2 separate regions of the Sus scrofa genome follow, and region 2 is linked to region 1. A link is a contact called in public HiChIP or PLAC-seq data. All regions are on one chromosome and are shown on one strand. The core of a region is the stretch at or near the end of the contact, and the rest is flanking DNA. Distances in the headings are between cores, read along the strand shown. Region 1 overlaps FPGS (folylpolyglutamate synthase, mitochondrial). Region 2 overlaps SLC25A25 (solute carrier family 25 member 25).

Evidence for each region. HiChIP or PLAC-seq counts read pairs in DNA pulled down with a chosen protein or histone mark.
Region 2: an H3K27ac HiChIP or PLAC-seq map of alveolar macrophages shows a contact between it and region 1. The contact joins two enhancer-like sites. A contact is called at or near these places in 1 of 5 promoter capture datasets (liver), 1 of 47 Hi-C or Micro-C datasets (liver) and 2 of 2 datasets of contacts at active chromatin or transcription factors (alveolar macrophages and skeletal muscle).

What each region holds. Positions count from the first base shown.
Region 1 is chr1:268,293,142-268,295,841 of Sscrofa11.1, reverse strand. All of the region lies in intron 2 of FPGS (folylpolyglutamate synthase, mitochondrial), which reads right to left. Among named protein-coding and RNA genes, the nearest start is that of FPGS, 13 kb to the right of the region's middle. Within about 2 kb of position 1,376, at least 2 of the 83 cell types and tissues checked have an H3K27ac peak or open chromatin away from gene starts, as enhancers often do. A contact at or near this core is called in alveolar macrophages, where this site is marked.
Region 2 is chr1:268,560,000-268,562,772 of Sscrofa11.1, reverse strand. The region is part of intron 2 of SLC25A25 (solute carrier family 25 member 25); the gene reads right to left. Among named protein-coding and RNA genes, the nearest start is that of SLC25A25, 30 kb to the right of the region's middle. Within about 2 kb of position 1,497, at least 64 of the 83 cell types and tissues checked have an H3K27ac peak or open chromatin away from gene starts, as enhancers often do. A contact at or near this core is called in alveolar macrophages, where this site is marked.

The DNA of each region.
Region 1 (2,700 bases), core at 127-2,626:
AAATGACCATAAAGAGGCTTTACATATGTTTCTTTTGCTTAACCTTCTCCCTCTCCCCATGCCTCGCCCTCATGATTCTCGACAGTCATAAAATCACAGACACACCTAGACATCCACAGGGCTTTGATGCAAGTGACAATATTTTCTGCCTCTTAACCTTCTGACTCAAATCATAAGCTTATAGGGATCCCTGTAAGATATTTACCTAGAAAACAGTTAGGTAGCGCCTCTCAGGGCCAGGCACTGGCTCTAAACACCTTCCACATTAGTTGCTCATTTAATCATCAAAACCCTATCAAATAGGTACAACTTTTATGACCCTCCTTGTACAGGTGATGAAACTGAGGCACAAAGGATTTTTTTTTTTTTTTTTTTTTGGTCTTTTGGCCATTTCTTGGGCCACTCCCGCAGCATATGGGGGTTCCCAGGCTAGGGGTCCAGTCAGAGATGTAGCATCCGGCCTACACCAGAGCCACAGCAACACAGGATCCGAGCCGTGTCTGCAACCTACACCACAGCTCACGACAACGCCAGATCGTTAACCCACTGAGTAAGGGCAGGGACTGAACCCGCAACCTCATGGTTCCTAGTCGGATTCGTTAACCACTGCGCCACGACAGGAACTCCCACAAAGGATTTTTAAAGGCGTATGCCCGGAGGTCCCGTTGTGGTAACAAACCCTATTAGTACCCCTGAGGATTTGGGTTCAATCCCCGGCCTTGCCCTGTGGGTTAAGGATCCAGTGCTGCCAGGAGCTGCAGTATAAGTTGCAGATGTGGCTTGGATCTGGTGTTGCTGTGGCTGTGGTGTAGGCCGGCAGCTGTAGCTCCGATTTGACCCCTAGCCTGGGAATTTCCATATGCCACACATGTGCCCCCCCGCCCCGCCCTGCAAAAAAAGCAAAGTTATGTTTCTTGTGATCTTTCCATTTTATGTATTTACAAATAAAAATATATATTGATTTCCCTTTTATACTTAAAGATAGCAAATAAATATTGTAGCAAAGATACTCAAAGATAGTGAATATATGTTGTATTGTACTTTTTCCACGTATCTTTAATTTCTGGACCTTATTCTGGACTGTGCTGGTACATAAGAGCTGCTCCATTGGCTCATTTTTGTTTTTTCAAAGCAGCAGAGTACTCCTTTGTGAGAGAAGAGTGTCATACATTCAGTCGGTCTCCTACTGATGGGCATTTAGGTTTTCAACATTGTGCTATTACCAGTGATGCTGCAATGGGTAACATCATTTTCTCCATGTGTGAGCACATCTGATGGATAAATTCCAAGAAGTACAATTGCTGGGTCAAAGGTGACTTGCATTTAACCCTTAAACACAGATTGCCGCATTGTCCTCCAGAGGGACAGGACCCAGTTTCCAACCCCACACCCCCGTGGGGCAGGAGCCAGCTGTTTCCTCACCAGCACACACTGTTAATCAGCAGTGATCCGGCCAACGCACAGGCGGAAAAACGGAATCTCGGGGTGGTTATCATTTGCATTTATTTTATTATGAAAGAAGTTGATTTTTTTTTTTTTTTTTGGTCTTTTTGCCTTTTCTAGGGTCACTCCCGCCGCATATGGAGGTTCCCAGGCTAGGGGGTCTAATCGGAGCTGTAGCCACGGCCTACACCAGAGCCACAGCAATGCCAGATCCAAGCTGCGTCTGCGACCTACACCACAGCTCACGGCAACGCCGGATCCCTAACCCACTGAGCAAGGCCAGGGATCGAACCCGCAACCTCATGGTTCCTAGTCAGATTCATTAACCACTGAGCCACGACGGGAACTCTGAGTATTTTTTTCTGATGTTTAAAATTCCCTTGTATTTTCTTTGAGGTCCACTTATCTCCTTTGCATTACTGCTTTTTATTTGCAAATCCCATAGAGGTTTGTAGAAGAAAACAGAGAAGCCTCTAAAGGAGAAAATCAAAGGCACCTTCATGGCACAGCTGGAGAACTACTATTGACTGTGCCACCACCGACGCATTCTCATTCTCCAGCAAGAACAATGGAAACAAAGCCATTGTCTGGACGGCCAAGAAAAGACAAGGGCACAGGGGAACTGGCTAGCAGGTCAGGGTCCAGGTCTGCAGACCTGTGTGGAGGGTGAGGGGCCAGGAATCCTGCTTTAACCCCCACCCTCCCAAAGACATCCGTCCATTCACTCCTTCATTTGGTGAGACACGGTCTCTATGCCAGACCTGGGCTGGGTGTGGGGGATGCTGGGTTCTGGGGACAGATGACAAGGCTTGACTCTTGGAGTACCCTGTCTAGGGGGCGCATGGCCAGTGAAGAAGGAAACTTACAAAGACTGGATATTTGCAACCCCTGATTAGAACCTGTAGGGGCAGGAGACTGAGGCCCAGAGAGGGAGAGAGACAGCTTGGGGTCACACAGCAGGTCAGCCAAGGCACTATGTTGGGCTTTCTAAACTCAGATCTGCCCGAGTCACTGCCTCGTCTCCTGCTCCATCATGACAGCTGACAAAGACTTCAGGAATTGGCCTTGGCCTCTTCCACCTCCAACCTTACATTTACATAGTTGCCTCAGCCTGAAACACCCTTCCCCTAAGTTCTTCCTCTTGGCTTTTTCGGGTGTGTTCTTTTAGCTATTATTAAGCGCTTAGCCCATACTTAGCATTGCAATTTCTTTTCTTTTCCTTTTTGTTTTTTTTTTTTTTTTATGGCTACACCCGTG
Region 2 (2,773 bases), core at 248-2,747, 270 kb before region 1:
AAAACAGAACAGAATCTCTTTGATTATAACAGAGGCGCATGACGCTATAGGCCAATGAGGTCACAGTGTCAGGAAACATTCTCTGGAAAGTTCTGCACACATTTGTTAATTCTACCCTGATGTTACAAATCGTAGGAAAAAAAGAGGGCTCCAACGCATTTTCTTTTGCAACTGTCATCTTCACTGGACACACGTAAACTGGCGTATGTTCTTATTTATTTAAACCATCCACCCACCTGAGCTGCACAGGTCATGCAGAACTCCGTTCTCACACAGAAAATGGAACTTGGGAGTTCCCAGCGTGGCTCAGTGGTTTATGAATCTGACTAGGATCCATGAGGACTCGGGTTTGATCCTGGGCCTCGATCAGTGGGTTAAGGATCCTGCATTGCCGTGAGCTGTGCAGTAGGTCACAGACGCGGCTCGGATCCTGCGTTGCTGTGGCTGTGGTGTAGGCCTGTGGCTAGAGCTCCGATTTGACCCCTAGCCTGGGAACCTTCATATGCTGAGGATACGGCCCTAAAAAGCCAAAAAAAAAAAAAGAAAAAGAAAAAAAAAAGGAAACTGGAACTTGTCAGTTGAGCCAATCTCCGGGCATCTGGTGTCTAAGGCAACAGCTCCACCCCTGGAATTACAGACACTGGGCCCCAGAGGGGCCCTGGGGTCATCTGAGATGATCAAATAGACCAGGAGCTCCTACCCCGGTTTGCCCAGGCCCCAGAGCCAGTTGGCAGTGGGCTGAGGCTCACCCAGGGCCCGACTCTTGTTTCAAAAGCCGCTTAAAACAGCACCCGAACCGGAGTCTGCCAACAAGAGATTTTAGAATTCAGTTTCCAAAGGACGCTGGTCAGCCAGACCCTGAGAATTACATGCGCACTCCCTCATGTGGGAAGGTGGCAGGAGTCAGGAGCAAGTGTAGCCCTCGCCTTAGCTATAGAACAATACCATAAAAAAACCGAGTCTGTTACACGCTGAACACATACGTGGGAAATACAAATAAGGAAGAAGAATAAAGCAGGGCTCGGGTTCCCTCCCTGATGCTTCACACCAGCTCCAGGCACTTCTGGATCCTTGTGTAATGTTCTCTCTCTCCCCCTCCTGCCATCTACACGTCTCCTTTGCTCCCTTTACCTGTTCTAATTCTGTGACCCGGATCTACTCCTGTTTCCTTTCTCCCGATGTCCATTCCTGTAGCTGGGGGCGGGAATCAAGGGCCACCACTCCAGGTCCCGTCCGAGCCAGTGGTATTCGGTTTCCCTCATCTGCTAGGTGGCTGTTCCTCTCCCGAGCATCTTCTCACCCTCTGATCTGCCAATGCCCCCCCCGCCCCGGCCCACACGCCTTCCTTGTGCTACCACGCTGCCTTGTGCCAAAGAAACCGGTGCTTCCTGTAAGGACTGGAATACCGTGAGTAAGAACGGGGCAGGTAGAATACCTTTGGGAGTGAAGCATTAGCTCACAAAGTATCCCCCCTCCCTTCCCCAATGACTCAGACGAAGCCAAAAATGTTCATGCGTGAAGGAGCCTTGCCGCCAGCATCGGGCTGTTCTAGCCCCACCCACCCATAAGGCTCGCGAACCTCATTTGCTGCTGTGGCCGCGGTGTCATTTGATGATCAGGTTGCCATGACAGCCCAGTGGAGCCGGTTTCCAATGAAACCTGCCTGCACTTGGCAATTAGACACACAATGAGCAAAATTCTCTGAGCTTCTGAGAAGACGGCCCCTCAGGATTTGAAAGCTTGAATGCCGCCGAGGGTACCTCCCACTCCAGACTAATGGCTTTCTTCTCCAACTGCAGGGCAACTGTAAGACAAAGATAAAGGGGGAAACTGGAACAGTTCCTAGAATAAAAGCTTGCGGGAGCCTGACTCACTAGCAGACATATTTAAAAGAGGGAAGCGAGAGTCAAACAAAGTAGCGCTGCTGGGAAACCAAGAAGCCTGAGAACCAAAGTCTCACTGAGGTTTCCATGAGGCTGTGGCAGCCTCTTCCTGAAAGAAGTGGCGAGGCCAGGCCCCACTGGCCCCGCCGATCGCAAACCCCAACCCCTGCCTTCACTGGCAAAGGACACACGCTGCTGAAACACTCTGTTGCCACTCTTGGTTTCTCTGCTTTGAAAGAGTCCACACACCCAGACGTGTTTTCTTTCCTGCTTGCTACAAACCAAACCGGCTGACCCATCTCCCTCTTGGGGGTTCCCCCACCCCCAGCCAGCTGCTCCATCTCACTTGTGGGGAGAAGTGCCGGCGAGAGGTGTGGGTCTCAGGTTCACCTTGCCCTGCTCCCTGCTCTGTCGGCAGGAAAGAAGCTGTTCCGAACACAGAGTCCTGATGCCAGCTCGGGGTGGGGGCGCTGGTAAGAGATGCCAAGTCGGTGTGTCTGGGAAATGGAGCAGTTAATGATTAATGTCAAAAGTAGGTGAACTGAAAAGGGAGCGAGCCAATTCCTTGGTCCCTTGGCCTTAAGGACAGTAGGTCTGGAGATAAAAGTTCCTCACAACAGACAGAGCCACGGCCGCTTCTGAGCTCCTCTAAAATGATGGAAAATGACGCCCACCAAAGCACAGCTCAGGCACAGCAGAGACGCCGAGACCCCTGCCGCCCAGGACGAGCCTGTCACAGACTAAGGATTCTGCTCAGGGCTTAACCTGAAACCACTGCCAAATGTGCTGCATCAAAAGTCCCTCCCACTTAGCAAAGCAGAAATGAACATTTCTTTCTTCAATGCAGCAGAACCTTTTTTGGATGCTACTGTGTGCCCCACACAGGGCAG